Linked DNA regions of Oryzias latipes: region 2 is linked to region 1. Evidence: chromatin contacts called from public Hi-C data. All regions are on one chromosome and are shown on one strand. The core of a region is the stretch at or near the end of the contact, and the rest is flanking DNA. Distances in the headings are between cores, read along the strand shown. Region 1 overlaps sema3d (semaphorin-3D). Region 2 holds the start of sema3e (semaphorin-3E).

Region 1 (6,470 bases), core at 1,967-4,466:
TCAACAGTGAAATATAACTAAGGAAGAGTAAATAAAAATATTTGAAAAATATTTTTTTTCTCTTTTCACATCTCTTTAGTTCAAACATGTAGCCTACAACCAACTTTTCAACATATCGCATTGTGTTTGTCCTTTTTGAAGCTACTTTGAAGAGATAAGGTTTTGCTATTGATGGTTCCAGTGTGAACATGTGTATTGATTTATGAGATAACTGACCTCCTCTCTGTGTTCCGATCCCGATCTCTGAATGTACCACCGGATCTGCGCCTGCTGGGATTTGGGGTTACATTCGAGAAAAGTGGAGTTGTTTTGAATTCCATAAAGAACCTTCTCTTCTATTTGTCCCCGACCAATAACTGAAACAAAAAAGACAAAAAGAAAAACAGTCTACATTTTACCAACTAAACATGATAAGACATTACATAGGCAGACTGAGTGAATAAAGCATATACATACTGTCCTCTGTGTCCCAACACTGCATAGCAGGATCTCCATGCTTGATGTCCTGTCTTCTGGCTCTTCTGGAATGCAAACATAGACACAAGATTAAAGATAGTCTTATTCAGCTCATTTCACACAGCGTATGAAAGCAGAGGTTCATCTAAATACTGTTAAACTACTTTTTACCTTTTTTTTTAAACCTCAACAAGCATGCTTTGCAGTGGGGAACAACATTGAAACTCTCGGAATGCTACTAAGAAGAATTCAAACCTTTTTAAGAAAGAGAAATATCCATGAAACATGGTTAACATTGATTTTTTTTTTCCTTTTAGGCTTCTAAAGTTTTTTCTGACCTAAGTTTATGCAACAAAGTCAAAAGTCACCAAATCATATTAACTTTGGAACACTCCCTGGTATTTAAAGCTATTTGTACTGTTTAATTGGGAGTTGCATAACTTCAGTAGGTAACTTTTCACCTCACATATTTCTGATTTTTGCCAAAAAATACATATAAAATCATTTCCCAGCAGCACAGTACAACCCTAAAACTCTAATTTATCTATTAAAGTGCCACATTGCTACTCCACAACATATTTGGTGTTGCGCACTTGGGCTCCTTTAGTTTGTATTGATTTCTTCCTCCGCTTCCTTTAAGCCCTGTTTGATGGGACATCTGCAGCCCACACTGACTTGAGATCTGTTTTCAAAGACCACTGGGGACCAAAAGCAAAGTCTCTACTGATGCCAAAACAATAACAGCATCCCTGCTGGCTAATAACCTGGCAGTGTGACCCCTAACAGCAGTGTATAGATTATGTAGAGATGAGATATGTGCGGGCAGGCACCCTCAAACACAAAACAACCGCTTTAGCTCTAACTTAGCTAAACTCTGGAGACAAGAAAACATGCAGACGCATCGGGGGGACCACATCTGCAAATAAAAAAAATCTAATCATCAAATGTAATCAGTTTGCTTTTAAAATGACTTTTTATTTCTTTGCTGAACAAATCAGGCATTACACATTTCACATCTCTGGGGTAATCGCAAATGGTGAGTGACTCAAGTGGTAAAGTACCTTGCCCCCCTCTTATTGTCAACAAGTGGAAGTGGACATACCCAAACAAGAGAGAGATTTTAAAGCACATCTGGCATTGGCTGCCATTTGTCCCACCTCTTGGATGCAGGGATGTATCTTGAGCATGAGTGTCCATCCCAGGCGCAGTAAGGGTCTCGTGCCAGGCAGCATTCAGCGCAGGCCTGACCGTACAGGTGACATCTGCTCAAAGACACCTGTGTAAGGCCCTCTCTGGAGCCCACGTAGAGATGTTGCTGTATTAAAAGAAGGAAGAGGTAAAAAACAAACACATTTAAAATATGCACAGAGCTAAAGCCGATGAAAAAAAAAAGGCTTTAAAAGCACTTTGGTTAGTTTTAAATGCAGTAGAAATGTTCCATAAATAACACGCAGTGGGTGAAATCCGGGAAGTAGGATTACAGATGTTTAGGCTTTTAAAACCCCTCACTTTATACACCTTTCTAAGACATACATAAACATGTTTGCACTTTTTTTCTTTCTTTAAGTCCAGTATTAAATAATGAAAACAAAGATCTGCTTGCGATTGAAGATTTCTATAACTCTGGTGAACTGCATGTGCCACGTCTCTGTACAGGAGCAACAGTGCAGAAGAGACTGATGGACGAGATCAACAGCCAATCTGGACGCAGAACACAGTGCACTGAAAAAGAAATTAAAGCATCCAAAATCTGCGAAACCGCAAAAAGGGGAACCGTGATATAACAAGGGAATGCCGTACTCAAATGTGATAAAATGACCGCTGGAGATGAAGGATACAGTTATTTCATGTCAGTCTGCTCATAACTGTAAGACTGTCAGCATTCAAATCATGTGTTCAAACCATTTTTTACAAATCCAATTCAGTCTCATTTGCTAGGAAATACTAGCAACACTGACGTTTTTACAGGTCAAACCTGGCTGGAGATTAATGGAGGCTTTAATTGGGGTTGAAGTGTCTGCTGACATTTGTGACCCTCAGTTAATGAGAGGTAAGGGTGAGAAACACCACAAGGAAACGTGGAGAGTGTCAAAGAGGGAGCTCATTTGAATACTTGTAGGTAAAAAGATTAAAAAGGAAACAGTTTCTTTTTTAACAAATAAGGTATTTGTACTAAATGTACATGGCATGAATGACCACAAAGGTTGTATATTGTCAAATGGAGAACAAGACCTTTTTGGATGAAATTTCCAGACTGAGGATGGGAGATGGAACCTGCAGAAGAGCAAAACAAACTTTAGCACCACAATAAACAGTTATTACTATGGCGTGGCTTGAAGAATAACATTAGAAGAATGTGTTAATTAGCGCCACATAAAATCCATAAGCATCACAGAGTTTACATAATAAAGGTGTGATGAGTATTTCACAGCTTTCTTAAGAACAGCCACTTTTAAGACAAGTGTGCCAAATGGTTGTCTATGTGTGTGTGTTGGTGTTTATGTTGTTTACCCAACCTGGAACACCTGAAGCTCCTCAAGGATCACCTCCTCTGTGGTCTCTTGAGTGATGCTCACCACCTTCAGAACTGAGCCAACATCTGCAACACAGAGACAGAAAGGAAACATGTATATATTAAATCTATTTATGGTATCAAATAAAGATGCCCTTGAAAATGTTTTTCAAGACAAAACATTTCCCTTTGGATGATCTACGAAAAGTAATCTACTGCCCTCTGCTGGTTAAATATAAGAAACCAGAAAGTGTCTTACCTGTTCCCAGGAACATAACATCATAATGCCCATCATCGGCCAAGACTTTGTCCACCACAATGTGAGTCAGGGTGTAGTCCACTCGAACATGTGTAAACACAGGCCGGCCAGTCAGCGGGTGCACAGAGCGATGCATTAGAGGGTGGAATCGAATGAAACTGACAACCTCATCTGGAAACTCTTTAGTGGTCTTGATCCTTGGGTCATATGTTTTACTAGGGCACTGGAGAGCAAAATATAAAAAGAATCTTATCATCATTAGATTTTTTTCTGTTGTTTTTTTTAAAATGGCCAACTATTTGATTTCGGTTTGAACAATTTATTGGTGAGTGGCTCCTCCTGGTGGTCAAAAGTAAAAGTGCAGGAGACTACGTTTTTTGTGAAACATCTGTGTTGAATGTGGAGCTCAAACAGAGCAGTTAGCCGTGCACCTGAAGTTTACAAAGTACCAAATATCTCATTCAGGTTTCCAAGGAGAAATAAAACAAACTTTCTGTTAAAGTTACACTGTCTGCAAATTACAAGAAAGAGTTAAATAGGATTTTGAAAACCTATGGGAATGGATCTGCAGATGAAAACAAATCCTGTAACTTTCTAATTATTTTATTCTAAAACTAGGATTTAACGTTGTTTTTAGGACTTTATCAATAAAAAATATATATCGTTTTTTTATAGGAGTTTGAAAGCAAAACCATGAAGATGGCAGGCAGTCCGTCATTGTTTTGTTTTTGTTTGTGGGTTATTGTGAGCGCATGTACCGTTCCAGGCCGAGGATAGGGGATTCTCCCCTCATATTCCACCCATCTGTGGTCGGGCCCCTCCTTGTGTGCGTAAGGTCCGTTAAAAGCAGCTCTTATGTCTGCCATGCTGTAAATGCACACTGCTGAGCCACGGAAAATGGAACTGGAAATAAAGTGAAGATGTTTAAAGTGGGAATTTAGTTTATAGAAAAACATTCCCACAAGCAGTAGAAAAAGTAGCTCACCTGGATGTTGTGAAGACTGCATAAACTCTTGGGTTTTTGTCATCTCTGGTAGGCAGCAAAAATATGTCCTCTTTAAAATAAAGATCAGGAGTGTTTTAAAATGTTTGTAGCACAAACCTATTATGTATACTATAGCACAAATTGGATTTTGTTGACTCATTTTGCTTATCTTTTTCAGTTTTTTTAACTGATGTGGATTCTTGTGGCTTTAAGCAAACATAGTTCATAGTATCATAAATATGTGACTGTGAAATGGTATGCCAATAATAGTTCTTTAAATCCTAATCAAGTCCTCCTTCAAAATAAAATAATGTATCTTTTGGCACATCGTTTTATTAATTTCAGTAACTTACGGAGCTCATCAAAGTGTGTGTCCACACCATCCGGTCCAGGAATGGAACACACAAGCCTGGCTTTAAGAAAAGTTGTCCATTTATTGGTCAGACTCCTCAGCCCACCCATATCATTCTGGAACACAAACACACACTTTGTAACAAAATCCTTCAGAAATATGGAGCCGCCCCAACATTGAGAGGACACAGAAAATATATGCCTCTGAACATAACTGCTGTACAACAGTAATCTGTACAATGACCGTCTAGTATGGGACAAAAACACAGTGGTTTGCAGCCGGACTCAGGTTTCCTTTTAATTAGGGAAATAAACAGATAACTTGAATGCCTCGAGTTTATCCATGACAATGGAGAGCCTCTTGTTAAACTTTCAATCAAAAGTAATTGAAATGAGAAACTGAATAATAGAGAAAAAAACAACAGATGGCAATAAAAAAAAAGAAGAGTTCAAAAATTAAGGATTTCTGCATAACAAATCAAGCTTCAGCTTAGCATTTGAATTGCAATTTTAAGTTGCAACCTTTGATTGAGCTATGTGAAGAGCTTTCAAGGGCAGCTCCTTATAATGCATGGAAGGCTTAAGAGGAACCCCTTGTTAAACGTAGCCGATGTGCAACGTGAGTGATGAAGAAAAGACCGTTATGGTTCAAAACACACAAAACATCCTCATGCTGAAGAGACGCCCCACCCTGCCACTGAACAAAAAAAAAGGAAAGGCACTTAAGGAGGTTTCACATGATGGCTATCTTCAAAGACCAATTTTAAAGACTCTTGATCCTTTAAAGTGGAAGTAAGAACAGCAAAATGAAGAGATAAATATGAAGTGGATGTGGGAGAAAAGAAAGAGAAATGTGGTTGGAGAAAGGAGGTCAAGGGAGGAATCTCCTTCAAATCTGCTTTCCAAGTGTGTTCCCTCGTCATGAACTTAATGAAGGCCCTGTTTTAGGAACTCCTAACACTAAGAGCTGCTTGCCATGCCTGACTATTGGGTCCGTGTGACTCATGGCATAAGCATGAAGTATAAATGGTCCCATGAATGCTTACATTTGTTGTTTTTTTCTTCTGACAAGGAGAAAAAAACGGAAAACAGGTCTTTTCCTAACTACAAAACAAAAAATAAAATAAAAAGTAGATAATTTTCTGGATGAAGTCTGGTAATCAGAGAGCAGTTAAAGAAAATGTATATTTTGCTTTCACTCCTTAACTGAAAGGAAAACAGTTGTTGAGTACTAAAATACACCCCACCAGCGCCAACAATTGCCCCCTTAACATCTTTACTATGATTTTAGGGACATGACAGACTTCAAATTCATCAACAAAATCATTCCAGCCCCCAGATCAGCACCATGATGCAGGGGCGAGATCACTTCATAAAGTTCAGCTTCAGAGGTCTGACAGCTTTACAGTGTGGTGACTTTTTAGATCTTAGTCAATAGGTGGCTGAGAGTTATCAAAGTGTATTTATGGAATGTAAATGTTTTATTTCAAGTAAAATATGTGTGCAGATAAAATTATTCATTCATTCATTTATCTTCTTCCGTTTGTCCCTTTCTGGGTCACGGGGCTGCCGGAGCCTATCCCGGCTACTTATGGGCAGAGGCAGGGGACACCCTGGACAGGTCGCCAGTCTATCACAAGGTCCAGATAAAATGATATAGCACTTAAATATAGTTATATAATGCAATGTTGTGCTGTCACAACGTCTGACAGTTTTTTGGTTTTACTGCAAAAGCCTTTCAGGAGAAATATCGCTTTTATAAGGAGAAATATTTTGAAGAAACAAATGGTGTACATATTTTTTAATTACACTGACGGTATATACATACATAGTATTTGTTGAGCCAGTGCAGAATGAAACAGAAAGACAAAAACATTGTGGAGGATCCAAAAAGAAGAAAATCAGAG
Region 2 (6,470 bases), core at 2,149-4,648, 80 kb before region 1:
CCTTACTGAAGCAGTTTGGAATAGGCAGTCATTTTTGTCGCTGTAACATCGCTAGAAATGTGTTTTCATGATCATGAATGACAAACATGAGTCAGCAGGAACTAAATGCACAAGACATTCCCCTTCAGGAGTATGAAGTACCTGTGTGATAATAATAATGTATCAAGTTGTATATTGATATTAAGTCGACAAGGACGCCTTTCCAATGTCTTTGGGTCATCACAAGCATTCAACAAAATCGAGCCTGACCACCAGCTTTTCAGTCTGCTGACATTCAAATGCTCTTTTGCAGCTTTATTCGAAGAAAAAGTGTCTACTTTTACAAAATAAAAGCATATTCTATTCTGCATATAGTCATTTAGGCGATGTGAATTCCAATCAAATGCAGCCTTGATCAGAAATGGTACAAATGGCAATGTGTCTTTTTTATTTATGTCATATCCCTGCAAGATCTTTTAGACTTATATGATCACAGGATTAAGGGTGTTCAGTTGGCTGAAAGTCCAAGCAGTTGGGGTGCATTAACATCTTTTGACATGTGTTTTAAGCCTTTTGGATGTTGTGCAGCCAAAGATTAGGGTCAATTATTTCTGAAGACGGCGGCACGTCAGTGTTTGTAATTCAATACTCCATGTGATATGAACAAGGTCCCCAAGTTAACTGAAGAAATAAGCAAATGAAATGGGATCACAGAGAGTAAAAGTTATTGACATAATCACCACTTCCCCCCCCCCCAAAATGTCAAGACAGAACATGAGGGGAAAAAATGAACAAGGAATAACAAGCTATAAAGTTCAAATCATGCGTGAGGTATGGACGGCATCAAAGAACCATGCAGTAATTTCTGGACAAGACAAGTATTAATATGCCTGAAGAAAGCTGAGCTTGATTTTATTGAGCTTTCTATTGATCTGTCTTAAATGATCTGGCTTAAAATATTTCAGCAAAACTATTAATAACCTATTTTCTCTCAAGGATCTAAAGGTATTCTTTTCACATTGCTTTCATACTAGATGTTATTGTAATGCTCCCCGAGTCTTATAGCTGCAGCCAAATCTGTCTTCACTCTTCCTGAATTGCATTAAAGCCCCGGGCAAACTCAGAACTGAAACTATTCCCCCTGTCTCTCACTCTGTGTGTGCGCACAGTTTTGTGAGAGCTGAAGGGTGTGTGCAAAAGTCAATGGTTGAGCCCATGAGGCATGAATTAGGACTTAGATGTTTATCATTCCATAATGATAGGATCCAAGTGCAGCCTTTCCACAGCACCCTGTGCTAGCCAGAACACGTATCAGAGGAGCAAGGCGAGGAGACAGAGACAGCGGTGGGTTGTCAATCACCTTGGCACCTCCACCCTCAGGCAGTTAATGAAGTAGGTGATATATGAGAGCCACAACCACACCTGATACCTATGTGCCATTGATGACAAAGAAGATCAGCAATGTTCCTTTCTTTTCTCTGTTGATAAATATTTTTGAATTATTGCAGCTAAAACTTTGCATCCTTTTATTTTTTCAAAAAGTGTAATGGTATTTATGGTTTATTTCCCATGTTATGTATCTTTTTTGCATTTTGTTTTTAATCCAAAACAAACTCAGTGCAATTGTTTTGCATACCTCACAGAACAATTACTAATAAATTTAAAATAAAGAAAAAAAGAAAAAAACAACAACACAAAACTCCTAATATATGGATCATTTGTCTGATTTACTAACTAGTTGAATTCCTCACCTATTTCCAACCATGACTAACAGGCTTATGTTAAATCACCACATTCTGTTTTTGTTGAGATCAAAGAAACTGTGTGAAAAAGACAGTGTTTACTCAAGAGTATTATCTGAAGAGATAAAACCCTCATTATTGTCAGAAAGATACACAGCAATCAGTCCACATACCAGTGCATGCACATCCCGTATCGCTCACTCCCCCACACACACGTAAACAGGCACATGCACACACCTCTCTCTTTCTGACACATTCCTATGCCAAAAGAAAATGAAAAAAAAGCGTTACACTTCCAACTTGCTGCCACCATGGCATGAGAGAAAGACACATTGTGGATTCTCAGCCACCATGACTGAGCGACCAAAACAAACTGCAGCGAAGCTCATGATGCAGAAACTGAGGGTGAGCAAATAGAAAAAAATAAAAAGCACTTTAGAGATCAGGATTCTGCATGGTTAGCTTACTTCTACTAACTAAAGCATACATTTCTAAACACCAAAATAAAAAATATATAAACTGCCAAGTTCTTATAATATTTAAAAAAAAAAAGAGACCTGGAAAGAATGATGTTCTGTTGCACCTGTTTCACTCTCAACCTCTAATCTCAGTCAAAAAAGTCAAATTTAATTTTAAGCCAAATAAAAGTCAATGCATTTTTCTGAAAATCAGTGCAACACGACTTAAACTTGTTCCACATATGCACTCATTATTGAAGTAAACTACAAAAAGTGCACTTTAGGGATTCCTTACCTTTGTGGGAGAGTCTTATTCTTGGGTAGATGCTGTGTGCTGTGTGCGTCATGCCAAGCAAAATAGGAAACAGCAGCATCAGGGGCAAAGTCTGAGTCCTTATGTATCCTGCCATCATTTCTAAATTCTATACTGATCTGGTAAAAGAAAAAGAAAAAAAAAAAGCAAGTCCACTCAGTATTAGCAGCACAGGGTTTTGCGCAGCACGACCCTTCAAATAATGTTTACGAGTAGATGGGCTTGAATTTCCTGCATGAGTTTACACTAAAGTAACAATCCATTTCATGAGGATCCCTTCAGTATGGATCAGCTAAATGTATCCCTGCAGTCTCTTTTCAGTCACTGCTCTCCTCCTATAGCAGTCTGCTGAAAGCTGCATCCACCCACTACCTTGGTGGAAAGGATATGCTTTGGCTATTATCCTTGTTTGGTCTTAGCAACCAGGGAGAAGAGAAGTCCAGTTGCTGCATTCACGCCGCAGTGCTCACTGCTTTCTGTCCATATGTCAGTCCGTCTGTTTGTTTGTTTGACTGTCAAAACATAAAGCTTGGAATCTCCGTATCTCATCTGAAGAAAAAAAACATATTTAAAAAAAATGTGCCTTGAATTCCAAAAAGGTGTTGAAGCTGCTAATTTGCAAAGGCTGTCCCAGCAGGCTGGCAAAAAAAGAGCTGGAGCTGCTGTACACTGTCCTCAGTCTGTGTTCCTGGGTCCTCTGGAGCCAGTCATTCTCTGGACAAGAGCCCAGGAAGAGGGGAGGAGTAGGAAGATCTTGTGTCTAGCGTGTGGTCTCTCTTCACTGGAGAAGAAAGTGAAGCTTTCGCTCCTAACTCTGCTCATGCTCAAGCAATCAGGGAGGATCCACACCTCAGTTCCAACCTGTGTCAGTAAGTGAAAATGGTTTCTCCCACAGCTACTGATCTGAGGCCATCCACCAAAACTAGGGGGGTTAAGTGTGGCAAAGTCTGTGGTTCTTGCAGGAATTGTGGAGGGTGTGTTTCTCTGAAATAGGGCTGAAAATTGTCTGCCCTCTCTTTGTAGACTGCCTTCAGATCTCTCTCTTTTTTTGGGCAGCTGCGTTTCTTAGTCAGATTCTATAAGACATTCCCCTCCCATAATAAAATAAAATAAACCTTCCGTGCCCCTCTTTGGACCACCCCCTGCTTCTCTTCCACTATTCTCAACTGGCGCTGCACTTACATGAACTTCAACCAAGGTTAACTGGCTCTCCTTTGACTTTCAATGATTCGTCTTTGTACTCGTTTCCATGTGGACAGTGATTATCACTGTTACCATGGATTTTCCTCCACAAGGTTCACTTTTTGTATTTTTTTTTTCTTGGTTTTCCTGTTTCATTTCTACTGCTGTTTACCTTTCTGACCGTCTCTCACACTCCTCAGTTTTCTTAAACCTAGTTGTCAGCTTTTTCCTGTGGGTATATGACACACTTTTCTTCCACTCCCTAAATCAAACATTTTCTCTTGTCAGTTTACAGCTATTCTATCAAAATACAGTTTCTGCATGTACATTCAAATCTTCTTGTAGACCTGAAATATGGAAATAATGATTTGTGATAATTTATGTTTGACGATTGCTTCGGAGGCATAAAAAATGTGCAAGATATAACTCGTTTTACAAGAGAAGTTGCAAATGGCTTATCCCCAAATGAGAACCCCGTAAAAGCTCTGTCTCTTGTGCAGCCCACAGTATGATACAATTTTTTTTCTCTGTCTGTCTCATGACTGCAAGTGTGTTCACTTGTTTAAAAATTCCACCTTTTTATTTAAGTGTTTTAATTACAAAGATTTATGTGGCATATCTCCACAATACTGTCAGAATTACAGCAAACAAATAATGTTGACAGAGTTACATCCAAAGTTGTGTGGAAATCAGTTCCCATTGCCAAATAACCAGCATTTAAAGTGCAGTAATGTGGAATTGCAAATGATTGGACTGCAGCAGCTGCTTAAGCACCCTACGCCCCTGCACCACCCTGGGATCCAGTGTCTGACTGCAACTCCCACGTTGCACCTGTTTCCAACCACAACAGAAGGACATTGTGTGCGGAGGTCTTGTAACTTATTATTCCTCTTATTGCATTGCGTGGTGCAATTGTAGACTCGTCTGTTGTTAAGAGTGAGGCAACTGTTCAGCGCCAGCCATCCTGGAGCTGTTACTATCAAAGTGATGTGTATTTTTATCAGACTTACCCAAGACACCAAAAACTGTTCTGCCTTTGTTCCCATATAAAACAGGTCTCTCAGCTGCTTTTAAACAAGACCCAATCTATGAATGATAGCATTTGAAGTGGACAAATGGACATTTCCTTCTGCTATTTTTTCCCCGGATTTGATATCATCAATCGGCCAGACATATGCCTCAGAATACAAATAATAAGACTGCCACGTCTCTGTTCATATTCTCCTGGCTTGCACTGAGGAGCCTCCCATGCAGCACTCCCACACATAATAACTGCAGCAGCCAAACACCCACGTTTTTAATACCTTCATTGAAATTCTTTTCTTTTTTTTATCTGTGTCCCTGGAATTCTGTCGGTACATCAAATCTTCATTCAGTGTGCGTTGCAGGCACACTGGCTCAGCAGCATACTTGCTCTGCATGCATCAAATTTCAGAAGTGTTAACTACACTGAGAATTCTACCTCTAGATCTTGTCAGATAGTCTTAATGTGCTTTTGTAGTTTTTCAATTTGAGTTTGATTGAGTGCTAATGCCCAGTGTTTGTTTGAACAAGCCATGTCCAAATGTCTAGCGGTGTTCCTTTCATGGTCACTGAACATGGGAAAATATTTTCATTCATGCTCATGTTGTGTCCACAGCCACCCCGTGGAACAGAAGCCTTTCTCACCTCCTGTTTGACCTGCAGAGACAGTCCCAAACCCTCACGGCCTGAACCATTCTCACTTTGTTTTTTGTGTCAATATAAAGACTGTCATCTACATGCAGTGCACTGCAGTATGCATGACAGCAGGAAAGGGAAGGGAAATGAGAAATTTAAAAACAGGACATTGGAAACCTATACATGCATTTATACATTTATGCATGTTAACCCATTTTAACTGACCTACAGCCGACCACCTGCTGTTTCACCACCCCGTCTTTCCAACCCCCCTACCACACGGAGGTCATGTACTTCTCTGGTCTCCAGCAGCAGCAAGAGCAGTGCTCTGAGGATCCAGTGTTTCAGAGCCATGATATACTCCAACCGTTTACACAGGTGGCGGTCATATGCCAGTTAAAGCTGTACACGCACACAGAGACACGCACACAGTTACACGCACTCTTCTCAGTTAGCACTGAAAGGCATTTGGCGGTATGTATTTCCTTGATTCCAAAAATAAGATGTAGATAAGAAAACCTCGAGACACATGGATCTTTATCCTGTTTCTTCAGATTCAGTTTCCTTGTGTGTGATACCACGCTGAGAGAGGGAGTGCCTGCTTATGAGCCACAGATGACTGAATGGAGAATGCAAAGTGATGGTCTCTTTAACTAGAAAGCCAGAAATGCCACTGATGACTTTGCTGAGTTTGCAACAAGAAGCATAATATTCACTATGTCCAAAAACATTTTGAATCACTTTTAACATGTGTTGGTGGATAACGGAAAAACCTCTGTATATGTTCTGTTTTATCCCAAACACCCTTCAGAGTGCTACTAACCCCTCTTGTGAGGCTGTAAGTAGGTGCCTGTCTCGCATGAATGTGTGTGGCATCGAAGCGTAGGACTATGTGGTCAATATTCTGGCATTCTGCTCTTCCTGTGATTCAGCTTATGGCTCGTAATTTTTAGTTGTATGTTAGTAATGGAAAACCCTTCTCCAAACGGTCTTCCGAAAGTCACAGATGGTGAAGAGGAGGAATGGGTTACAATTCTTGAGAGATATGGGAAAGTGACCATCTGGTTTCCTGCATGTTCACATCCATCATCATAGTAACCATCACATGACCTACAGGTAAGTGAGTGAAGGTTTGCC

Evidence for each region. A called contact is a pair of places that touch in the nucleus more often than the background predicts.
Region 2: a Hi-C map of embryo shows a contact between it and region 1, with 2.5 times the contacts expected there. The contact joins the promoter of sema3e here to the enhancer-like site in region 1. A contact is called at or near these places in 4 of 5 Hi-C or Micro-C datasets (embryo, fibroblasts and gastrula embryo).

What each region holds. Positions count from the first base shown.
Region 1 is chr6:19,597,382-19,603,851 of ASM223467v1, reverse strand. It overlaps sema3d (semaphorin-3D), which reads right to left. Exons shown (of 20, transcript XM_011476194.3): 11 at 4,566-4,680; 12 at 4,213-4,282; 13 at 3,986-4,130; 14 at 3,228-3,450; 15 at 2,973-3,055; 16 at 2,689-2,730; 17 at 1,614-1,771; 18 at 457-521; 19 at 217-356. Among protein-coding and RNA genes, the nearest start is that of sema3d, 18 kb to the right of the region's middle. Within about 2 kb of position 3,216, at least 1 of the 8 cell types and tissues checked has an H3K27ac peak or open chromatin away from gene starts, as enhancers often do. A contact at or near this core is called in embryo, where this site is marked.
Region 2 is chr6:19,677,954-19,684,423 of ASM223467v1, reverse strand. sema3e (semaphorin-3E) reads right to left here and starts at 3,398. Exons shown (of 17, transcript XM_011476202.2): 1 at 2,475-3,398. The coding sequence starts at 2,592.